Linked DNA regions of Sus scrofa: region 1 is linked to region 2. A link is a contact called in public HiChIP or PLAC-seq data. All regions are on one chromosome and are shown on one strand. The core of a region is the stretch at or near the end of the contact, and the rest is flanking DNA. Distances in the headings are between cores, read along the strand shown. Region 1 has its middle 44 kb from the start of ZDBF2. Region 2 holds the start of EEF1B2 (eukaryotic translation elongation factor 1 beta 2).

What was found. HiChIP or PLAC-seq counts read pairs in DNA pulled down with a chosen protein or histone mark.
Region 1: an H3K27ac HiChIP or PLAC-seq map of skeletal muscle shows a contact between it and region 2. The contact joins the enhancer-like site here to the promoter of EEF1B2 in region 2. A contact is called at or near these places in 1 of 5 promoter capture datasets (skeletal muscle), 7 of 47 Hi-C or Micro-C datasets (embryonic fibroblasts, epiblast stem cells, fetal skeletal muscle and 4 more) and 1 of 2 datasets of contacts at active chromatin or transcription factors (skeletal muscle).

The regions. Positions count from the first base shown.
Region 1 is chr15:109,517,028-109,522,582 of Sscrofa11.1, forward strand. It overlaps a transcript of GPR1 not described here. Among named protein-coding and RNA genes, the nearest start is that of ZDBF2, 44 kb to the right of the region's middle. Within about 2 kb of position 3,629, at least 8 of the 83 cell types and tissues checked have an H3K27ac peak or open chromatin away from gene starts, as enhancers often do. A contact at or near this core is called in skeletal muscle, where this site is marked.
Region 2 is chr15:109,448,552-109,453,988 of Sscrofa11.1, forward strand. It overlaps EEF1B2 (eukaryotic translation elongation factor 1 beta 2), which reads left to right and starts at 3,350. Exons shown (of 6, transcript NM_001243524.1): 1 at 3,350-3,796; 2 at 4,285-4,407. The coding sequence starts at 3,717. It overlaps NDUFS1 (NADH-ubiquinone oxidoreductase 75 kDa subunit, mitochondrial), which reads right to left and starts at 3,262. Exons shown (of 19, transcript XM_003133603.5): 1 at 3,055-3,262.

The DNA of each region.
Region 1 (5,555 bases), core at 2,379-4,878, 69 kb after region 2:
CAGTGAGGGTTCAAGCCCTGGCCCAGGAACTTGCATATGCCGCAGGTGCAGCAAAAAAAAAAAGAGAGAGAGAGAGAGAGAGAAAGTTTGCTCTGTCCCAAGCCATGAAACAAGTTAAAGGCTGAGTTAGGATTAAACTCTGGAGTGACAAACAAAATAAAAACAGCAAGTATATTGTGCAACCACAGATTTGGGGCAAGCTTAAAAACTGTCCAATTTAAAACAATGCTGTGTTATTAATCTTCATCAGCCAGTTATGCTTATTCTATCTTGAACACCTTCATACTATCGGTTTTTATTTTTTTTAATTTTTAATTTTTTTTTTTTTGGTCTTTTTGGCCCACACCTGTGGGATATGGAGGTTTCCAGGCTAGGGGTCTAATCGGACGGAGCTGCAGCCGCCGGCCTTCACCAGAGCCATGGCAACATGGGATCCGAGCCATGTCTGCGACCTACACCACAGCTCGTGGCAAAGCCAGATCCTTAACCCACTGAGTGAGGCCAGGGATCGAACCCGCAACCTCATGGTTCCTAGTCGGATTCGTTTCCACTGTGCCACGATGGGAACTCCATACTATCAGTTTTTACTGTGGTCTTGGCTTCCACTACATTCATGAGAAGTTTTATGAGGCAGAAACCTTTACTAAAGTTAATGTCACCAAAGAAACCGGGCAAAAAAACTGAGGAGCCCTCATCAGATTGAAGGGTTTAACTTTTGGGGGCTTTTATGAAAATTGAGACAGGAAGAAAAAATAGATGGGAATTTTCAATATTATAAAGTTTTAAAATTATGCAAGTAGGAGTTCCCGTCGTGGCGCAGTGGTTAACGAATCCAACTAGGAACCATGAGGTTGAGGGTTCGATCCCTGGCCTTGCTCAGTGGGTTAAGGATCCGGCGTTACCATGAGCTGTGGTGTAGGTTGCAGGTTGCTGTGGCTCTGGCATAGGCTGGTGGCTACAGCTGACTCAACCCCTAGCCTGGGAACCTCCATATGCCACAGAAGCGGCCCTAGAAAAGGCAAAAAGACAAAAAAAAAAAAAATTTATGCAAGTAATAGACTGTTAGAGAAAGTCTGGGGAAGAAGAAGGGACATATCACCTTAAGGGGTCCAGCATATGCCACTGTGGTATAAAAATTATTTTGAGCAGGCAGTTCCTGTCGTGGCGCAGTGGAAACGAATCCCACTAGGAACCATGAGGTTGCAGGTTCACTCCTTGGCCTAACTCAGTGGGCTAAGGATCCAGCATTGCCATGACCTGTGGTGTAGGTCACAGACATGGCTTGGATCTGGCGTTGCTGTGGCTGTGGCATAGGTTGGCAGCTGTAGCTCCGATTTGACCCCTAGCCTGGGAAACTCCATATTCTGCAGGTGTGGCCCTAAGAAGCAAAAAAAAAAAAAAAAAATTATCTGGAGCAGATGGCATTTGAAGTCCCAAAAGAACTCAATTGTCATAAATCTCTGCAGGATCAACAAGGAAACATTGACTTTTATTACCAGAGATTAAAGTCTCCACATTAGACTTAGATGTTGGAAATGAATATCTGACTAGCAGCCATTAGGACGCAGATTCAATCCCTGGCCTCGCTCAGTGGGTTAAGGGTCCGGTATTGTCATGAGCTGTGCTGAAGATCACAGACATGGCTCGGATCTGGCGTTGCTGTGTCTGTGGTGTAGGCCAGCATCTACAGCTCTGATTCGACCCCTAGCCTGGGAACCTTCATATGCGGCGGGTGCAGCTCTAAAAAAAAGACAAAAATAAATACATTAGTTAATTAAATAAAATAAAAAGAAATGCAAGAAATAGCAACAACAACAACAACAACAAAGAAATGGACCTAAACAGATATTGTCACAAAAACTGTCATGTCGCCCATCTATTCTCCGAAAGGTCCATTTATCTTTCTAAAAAGTCATTTGTTTTCCCACAAATGCCCATTCTCCCCCTTCCCTTATTAAGAAGTCACCAGTTTTCCTGTGTCATTTTCTTGCTTCCCTTCCCCTTAAGATGGTATACAAGCCCCCAATTCTAAGCCATCCCTTTGAGTCTCATTTTTCTATGAACCCTCACATGGATGGTTAACAAAAACACATGATTCAATTTCAAAAACACATGATTCAATTTCGTATTATCTCTTGCTAATCTGTCACTCGTCAGTTTAATGTGCAAGCCCTCAGAAACTGAATTTAAGAGGGTAGAGCAAAAGGTTTTCCTCCCTGACACACAGTTCACTATGAGCACACCATAAGCTCGCTACCAACGTAACACAACTATTTTCAATTTTGCATATTTTTTTCCAATTTTTTTTTCAACTGTATTTACTCTTTTTTGTTGTTTTGGTTGGTCTTTTGTCAGCTCACAGCAACACAAGATCCTTAACCTGTTGAGTGAGGCCAGGGATCTCGAACCTGCATCCTCAAGGATGCTGGTCTGGTTCGCTAACCACTGGGCCACGACGGGAACTCCAACTGTATTTACTTTTGTAACATATAATCTTATATGTTACAAAAGTAAATACTTTTATAACATACAGATAATAACATAACTATAATTGTTGACATAATATGAGCATTCATCCATGACGCTATACAAGCCTCCAAATTAACGATTTCCTAATGACTGCAAAATATTTCATTGAGATACTATGTAAGAAGTTTCTTGATTAGTTTCTTACTACTGGATGTTTAGATTGATTTTGATTTTTTTCAACTACAACCAATTCAGAAAAAAAAATCTTTTAGCATAAAACTTTTCTCCTTTGAAAATTACATGTGTGTTAGCTTTAATTTCTGTAGACTTTGAAAGGGGCATGTTGGGTTAAATATCTATTTTGGGGAGATGACAGTTAAAGTTACAGAATGTATGACATTCTTTTATAAACTAAAGGGCTTAAGCCTTAGGTAAAATCATAAATAAAAGCCATGAAAAAACTTAAAAATCATTTAGTGTCTGGAAGATGTGCAAGCCTGATGAGAATTACTCAGAGGAATGAGTTGACCTAGGTAATCTGAGATTGAAGAGAGGTTCTTTGGCTTTTTCACAGAACAAAACAAAAAATCCAAGCGGATTAATTTAGCAATAAGTTTGTAGACGCTTGGGAAAATGAGTTTCTTTCCAGTGCGAAGGGCCAGTTTCAGCGCATATTTGCTGGTGAAAGATCTGTTATCAGATTTTCATTTGTTTTTCCTTAGTTTTCATGTGGAGGAAACGATCAACTATTAGATAACCACCAACAAAAACTGGCTCTCAGTCATCTGACTACCAAAGGCACAGTCACCTTAGCTGAACCTTTTCTCCCACAGGCTTCCGTTTCAATTAGCCACTGGTGCTTCATTAGACCAGCCCGGAGGCCAGTTACTCGGACAGATTTCAAAAGTGCGGCAACCACCAAAAATGTTTGTTTTGAAGAACCACAGGCTATTATTCATCTTTCAAAGAGAGAAGGAAAGAAACCAACCACGTTACAACTCAGTTTAGAACTTTCTTCCCACTCTGCCATCGAAGGAGGGCAAAATCAATTGCCACCTCGGAGGACCACTTCCTGCCACCCCATTTTGCTGCAGCGGGCTTCCCTCTAATGATGTTTGACATTTCCGAGGGCTGACTACATTTGTGAGCTGTCATTTTCCAGGGTAAACGCACACCCTACCCCCACCCTCGCAACCTCCTCCTAGTCTCTCTCTTTGAGGTCTCTCTTTGAGGGTTTTCGATTTAATCACAGCTGTCGCCAACTCGCTTCCCAAACACTTGACAGGACCAAGAATAGGAATCTGCTCAGAGCACTTTTTCTAAACTATCAGGAGTCCTTTTCCTTTTTTTCTGCCAGCTGGTAGTTAGTCCAAACACTTGGCTATGTAAGAAAATCAGCATCAGGCCTCCTCCTCAGGTCGGCTGCAAACGTGTCAGTGCAAGGAAAACAAAGACGAAAGCACTTACCAGTTCATCCTCGGTGGGGAGAGAAGCCTCTGTGATGTCTGGGTGTAACCTCCCCGCTCCAGAATGAAATGGAGGATGGTTTTCAGGGCAGCTACGTTGGACACTCTTTTCCCAGCCTCCTCATTTGGCTTTTATCTGGCTATTGAAAGGAGACTGTAGAGGGGGAATGATGTTGGGTTTCACGTGAATGTGGCTCTTCCTTCCCTCCCCGCCCCTGCATACAAATTCCCCATGTAGTGCAGGAGAAAAGTAAGCAAGGAACACGCGGCACAAATTAATTCTTTTGCTCAGCTCAGCGTGTACACGTGTGTGACGGAGGTTTGTTTTTTTGAACGGTAATCATAGCGGCTGGCTGAGCACCGCAGGCTGTAAACCAGTGATGGGGGAGGCACCAATCCCTCCTTTGTTTGGCTTTCACTTAAGAAAAGTCAAATTAAATTGCCTGTCAACGGGGTGGGATGCAAAGAACCTTAGAATGTCAAAGGAGAACTCTTCAAGTGCAACTAGAAGGCTCATCGAGAGAGAGAGATTTTATTTCCTGGATTTCAGTGTATTTCCAACACAGAGGAATTGGAACTTCCTATTAAATAAGTATGTATCTGGAGTTCCCGTCGTGGCTTGGTGGTTAACGAATCCGACTGGGAACCATAAGGTTGCAGGTTCGATCCCTGGCCTTGCTCAGTGGGTTGAGGATCCGGCGTTGAGCTGTGGTGTAAGTTGCAGACCCGGCTAGGATCCTGTGTGGCTATGGCTGTGGCTGTGGTGTAGGCCGGCAGCTGCAGCTCTGATTAGACCCCTAGCCTGGGAACCTCCATACCGTGGGAGCAGCCCTAGGAAAGGCAAAAATAAATAAATAAATAAATATGTATCTTAATTTTATTTTATTTTATTTTTTGGCCTCCTCTGCAGCACCCGGAAGTTCCCAGGCCAGGGATTGAACCCACGCCACAGCAGTGACCCGAGGCGCTGCAGTGACGAGGTTGGGTTCTTAACCCACTAGGCCACTAGGGAACTCCTTTATTTCTTTATTTATGGGAACTGAAGTTTGGCACTTGCCATTAGCCTCTACATGGAGTAAAACATGAGCCACTGCAGCTGCCGACCCGCAGCACCCCTGGAGCGGAGCTCTGGATGAAGACCAGGAGTGAGGCACTCTGTGCTCTAGGAAAACTGGAAGAATAGATGTTCAGATAGTTAGGTGTTTTTAGAAGATTTTTTTTTTTTTTTTTTTGTCTTTTTGCCTTTTCTAGGGCCGCTTCCCGTGGCATACAGAGGTTCCCAGGCTTGGGGTCCAATTGGAGCTATAGCCCCCGGCCTACACCAGAGCCACAGCAACCTGGGACCCGAGCCGCATCTGTGACCCACACCACAGCTCACGGCATTGCTGGATCCTTAACCCACTGAGTAAGGCCAGGGATCGAACCCGCAACCTCATGGTTCCTAGTCGGATTCGTTAACCACTGCGCCACGACGGGAACTCCTAGGAGAAGATTTTATGCGCCCAATTCTTGCATCTCCTCATATCTAGAAAAACTCTGAAAACCCTTCATGGTGATGTCATGACTAGTAGTAACCTTCATAAGACCAGCAGCAAACATCTGTAAAATGGGTGGATGGCT
Region 2 (5,437 bases), core at 2,100-4,599:
TTCTAATTACAAACATTTTGGTAACATTTTATGGTTTTACAGCACTTTATACACATTATTTCACTGAATATTTATCAGTCCTGATATTTTTCCTCAAATTCTCCTTAGACAGAACTTGACTTGTACATCATCAAGAAGCTAAGAAGGAGCAGCCAGCATATAAATTTGAGCCTTCTAATTCTATAAAAGGGCAGTTTTGTTGTCCTTAACTATAAACAAATGATCAAACTTGAAACATAATAAAAGTGAGCGTATCATTAATAGATAAAGCCTATTTTTCTGCTTTGATTTCCTGCTAATTTTCGTTGATATTCTGAGCAGTTATCTATTAAATGCTCCCAAGATATTCTGAGCTGGCCCACAAGCCCAAGCCTTTAAGTGTCTGGAGTGCTATTTTCTGGGCCAAGTAGTAATTTATCTTACAAATTTGCAATTACCTATTTATGTGCCTATTCTACACACACTGTGTTATAAACTTCTTGAATCTTTCTATCCTCAGTATCTACCCCCAAGGTTGGAATACAGTAAGCTCTAAAACGGTGGTTCTCAACAAGAAACAATTTTGCTTCCCAGGGAACATTTAACAATGTCCAGACAACTTATCTGTTGTCACGACTACAATACTCAGAAGAGTCTCCTATAATCAAGAATTGTCTAGAGTGTCAACAGTGTTGAATATGAGAAACCCTCTCTCAAAGATTTGCTGATTACTGAAATAAATGGAAATAATGGAAGTAGATCATATAACACCAACTGACATACATAAAAAACAGACAGAAAAGTTATCCTTTCAGAGTTTTTTATCCATTCACTTGATGGTATTGGCTAAGCAATGAACTTACTACTTGATTATATGGGCTAAGCATCTAACTTTTCATTTGGAACTCTTGAAAATGCAAATTATGTGATCGGAATGTATCACATAAAGAATTTCAAAGGTTAAAGGAGGGGGAAAATAGTACATATATATAAGTTTTAAGCATAGGGTTTCAGGTACCTATTACAGATAGTATATAACAGGAAATTTCATTAGTTCAAGCTTCAATAACTCATGAAATTCATTAATTCAGAATTTATGATATTGAACTTACAGACATTTGTCACCTTCTAGTGAGTGGCTTTTTGGTAAATCAGAGTCTCTGCTTCCTTATCTAAAGAAGAAAGCAATCCTAGGCTAGGTATTATCAGTAGGCGGCTCAATAAATACCAGTAGAAGCTGAACTCAATCAATTAGGCAGTACTACCCACTGAAAATCAGTTTTAAAGTGCTTTTTTTCCTTTGTGCTCCTTCTCTTTCCTATTGGCACACACTATATATGTGTCTTTATTATTCCACCTACTAAACTACAGGTTAGTAAACAACTTCAGTACCTACTAAACTATAGGCTCCTTGAAAAGGAAGGGTGCACTTTGGTCATCTTCCTTTTCTGAAGACCTAGCATGGTGCCCTTGAGAAAATAATCATCAAATAGAGTTGACCATTAAACAATATAGGTTTGAACTTTGCAGGTCCACTTATAGGTGAATTTTTTTTCAATAGTAAATACTATAGGAGTTCCCATCATGGCTCAGCGGTTAACAATCCAACTAGGAACCATGAGGTTGCGGGTTCAATCCCTGGCCTTGCTCAGTGGGTTAAGGATTCGGCGTTACTGTGAGCTATGGTGTAGGTTGCAGATGCAGCTCGGATCCCACGTTGCTGTGGCTCTGGCATAGCCTGGACCCCTAGCCTGGGAACCTCCATGTGGCACGGGAGGGGCCCAAGAAATGGCAAAAAGACAAAAAAAAAAAAAGTAAATAATACAATTACAAGATCTGAGGTTTGTTGAAACCTCACACCCAAACCGTGGATACTGTCACATTTCACAGTGACCCATTTATATGGCATTCTCAGCTTAGACTGCATAAGAGGAAATACATGTAGTGAAATGTTGAGGAAAAAAAAAGTGGATATCACCAAATTCCAGAATATGCAGAATCTGTCCTATTAAAATATATTGATATGAAGGTAAAAATGAATTTGCTGAATTAGAGTAATGACAGATTCAAATTCAAAAATCAGTATTTCATACAACGATGTAAAAACGCTGGAAGACTTTTTTGACCAGCCCAGCTAAAATGTCCTAACTACTCCCCAGTCATATCACCATTTAATTCTTCTTAGTAGATTCATTTCTGGCTTATAGTGGGCGATCAATAACTGTCTGCTAAATGAACTCTATCTCCACTCTCTGGCCATAACTTAATGTCACTTCTCTGCTATTAAAGAATGCAGGTGTTCTGGCAAACGCATAACACCCCGCTTAAAGATGCACATACAACTCGGTGGAAAAAAAGGACATTCCATAAAAAACTAATTTGCTGTTTATTCATCAGAAACAGTTCACCGTTACATTTCCTACACCCTCAATTCGTATTTGAGCAGAGTCGTCTCTGATACACGATTTTACAGTACATGTACTAGTTCCCCCAAACTTTTAAACAACGTAGCTTTTTGTTATTCGCACTGCAACCTTGGGACAAATTTTAAAATGTCCTTTTCTTCAGTTTCCCCACCAGTGAAAGAGTTAATAAGTGTTATCCAATCCATAAACATAACCAAATAATAAGAGGCATGTACGGTTGCTAAGGCAACAGCAACGAAAGATGCACTGTACCAGGTTTTGTGCTAATTTGGTGGAAAATGCTCCGTCTTTAGGCCCATGTCACTTGGCACAGGTCCTCTCTCGGGGAACAATACGGCCTTCTCTCCAGGTAGAGGACTGTCCTGCATTCCCTTGCAGAAGGAAGGTCACCCACAAGGCTGCATTCGGGTTAGCGCTCCCCCCGGGCCTCCAGACCTCTCCTCCTCTCTGTTCCATCATACCAGAAACCTTGACTAACAGACCTCACCTGCCGGCTTTCTGAGGGTTCCCCAGGAGGCAGGGTGGAACGGGGTACCCAGTCAAGGACAAGAGGAGAAATGAGTCGGTTGGACCAAAGGAAAGAGTCTCATCAAGGAACAAACTCCGAGGGCCAAGGTACCTCAGCCTTCTCACCCAAACACGACCTCACCTTTTCCCTGGAGCCGCCGAGGATGGCTGCTCTGCAGAACCGTCTACACCGCAACGACCCCTTCAAAGGCCGATTTGCTTATTCAATATGGCGGCCTCGGGCATCTCCGTCAGCCAGTCCTGCAAGAACGGAAAGCCGGGAGGGACCAGAAACCCCAGTTCAACAACTTCCCGCGTAGATTGAGTTCAGCAACTTCCGTCAGTTTGACAGAGGGCGGGGCGGAGGGCGTTGCAGCCGGGAGCGGGGGCGGGGTAGAAGGGTTGGCTCAGACCTGCAGTTCCGCCGGAAGTGGCCTGGCGGCCCAGGCCGAACGTCTTCGGTCATCTCCGGTGCTTCAAAAGGCTCTTCTTGTAATCTTCCGAAGCCCTTGGCGATAGTAATTTGAGAAATATCCATTTTATTAATGATTTGCAAACACAGAGAAATACCGGTGGGCAATCTGTCGGCCTATTTCAGAGCCCTTGATTTTTACATTGTGGAAGCGTAAAGTGCTTTAACCTTTAACCTCTAACCTCCGGCCAGGGGCATCGGAGAGAAACGCCTCCGTCTCTATATAAGGAATTTCCGGGCTTTTTGCGGCCTTTTTCCTCTTAGCGTTAGGCTCCCTCGCCTGCGCTCCTTTTTTCCTCCGCTGCGGCCCAGTTCCCAGATCGACAATCGCCATGGGTTTTGGAGACTTGAAAAGCCCCGCCGGCCTCCAGGTGCTCAACGACTACCTGGCAGACAAGAGCTACATCGAGGGGTGAGCGGACCGGCAGGGGCGGCCGGGTGCGGTGGGGCCACGTGGCGCGGCCTCGGCTGCTGCTGGAGGAAAGGAAGCCTGGACCCAGGGCTCTCCCGGGGGAAGGGGCTGCAGAGAGAGAAGGGTTAAAGAGGTGCTTTCTTTTCGATTACTTGATTCAACTAGGTTTTTCTGCGTTTTGCTCAGTTAACAGATGGAAGCCTGTAGACATGGCGTTAGTGATTGCAATTTCCGAGGTCTACTAAGTGTCAGGCATGTCTCAGGATAGCGCGGAGAACTGAGTAGATAATCCCTGATCCTAAGGAGCTTTTTTTTTTCTCCTTTTCTCAAATAGCTAAAGCACCTTAGGGCCCCCTAACAAATGGGCGCGTTCTCATTCAATAATTTGAGGGTCGTAGCGTTTGTCATTTATTTGCTGGTGTTCGTAGCTTTTTTTTTTTTTTTTTTTTTTTTTGAGGTGTGTATAACTAGTTTTGTATCATGGACAGGTATGTGCCATCACAAGCAGATGTGGCAGTTTTTGAAGCAGTCTCCGGCCCACCACCTGCTGACTTGTGTCATGCCCTACGTTGGTATAATCACATCAAATCTTATGAAAAAGAAAAGGCCAGGTAAAATTATCTTTGTGTTCATCTGAAGAATGGACTGATTTTAAGGTTAAACTTGGGATTTTCGCGTGACAAATTAGGATTCTGGCGACTTCATGTTTGTTGGGATATTGTAAGCTAAATTTCTGTGACTTTAGAAGACCAAGAGACTGGAATTCTCCATTTTTTCATGTAACAGGTAGGACATGAACAATTTTGATAAAAAGCAAATCAGGTGAAATGGAAAGTTTTACTCAAGCCACAATGAGAATTACAACTTGTGAAAAGCCCCTCAGAAACATCTGAGAACTGTTCCACCCATAGAAGTTCTTGAGATAGGGCCGTATGTTGAATGACATGTTACTAACAGTTTATACAATCCAAATCTACAGGTGCAAAGCAAATAGTTTGTTGTGGGTCATGGTGGCCCAAGATTAGGAAAGAATGTTACCTGTAAGGAGGCTTGGTTAATGCAGATGCACAGTATACATAAAAGGGGAGAGAGGAGGCACAAACTGGGGAGAGAAAATTTTTATGTTTAATTATTTATTGTCTTGCCATTAGATATGATTTTACTTCAACAATAGCAATTTAGCTTTTCCCCACATTACCCTGCTAATGCGTCTAACCCTGATCTGGGGGACTCACCTCTGGGTTAGCAGGTGGCTCATTCTTTTAGTCCTTTGCCTTTCTTCTGAAACTGCTAACAAGAATGGAGTGGGGGTGGGGGAGTGAGCTCCAGTCCACTGAGTGTGCTTAATGAAACCTCAAACAGAAATACTCATCCTAAAAGCAAACCATTGTGCATATTGAATATGACATGTCACGTGCTGTTAATGTTTGAGTGAGGACCTAAAACATGCACAGGTATTTACATGGGAGCGTTGAAGGGTAAGTTCTCAGTACAAAAGGGACCGGTTGATAAGTTGTAATGAAAACAAGTTCTCATGTATTGTCTAAAAAGGGGTATCATGGAGTTCCTGTTGTGGCTCAGTCATTAACAAATCCGACTAGGAACCATGAGGTTGCGGTTCCATCGCTGGCCTTGCTTAGT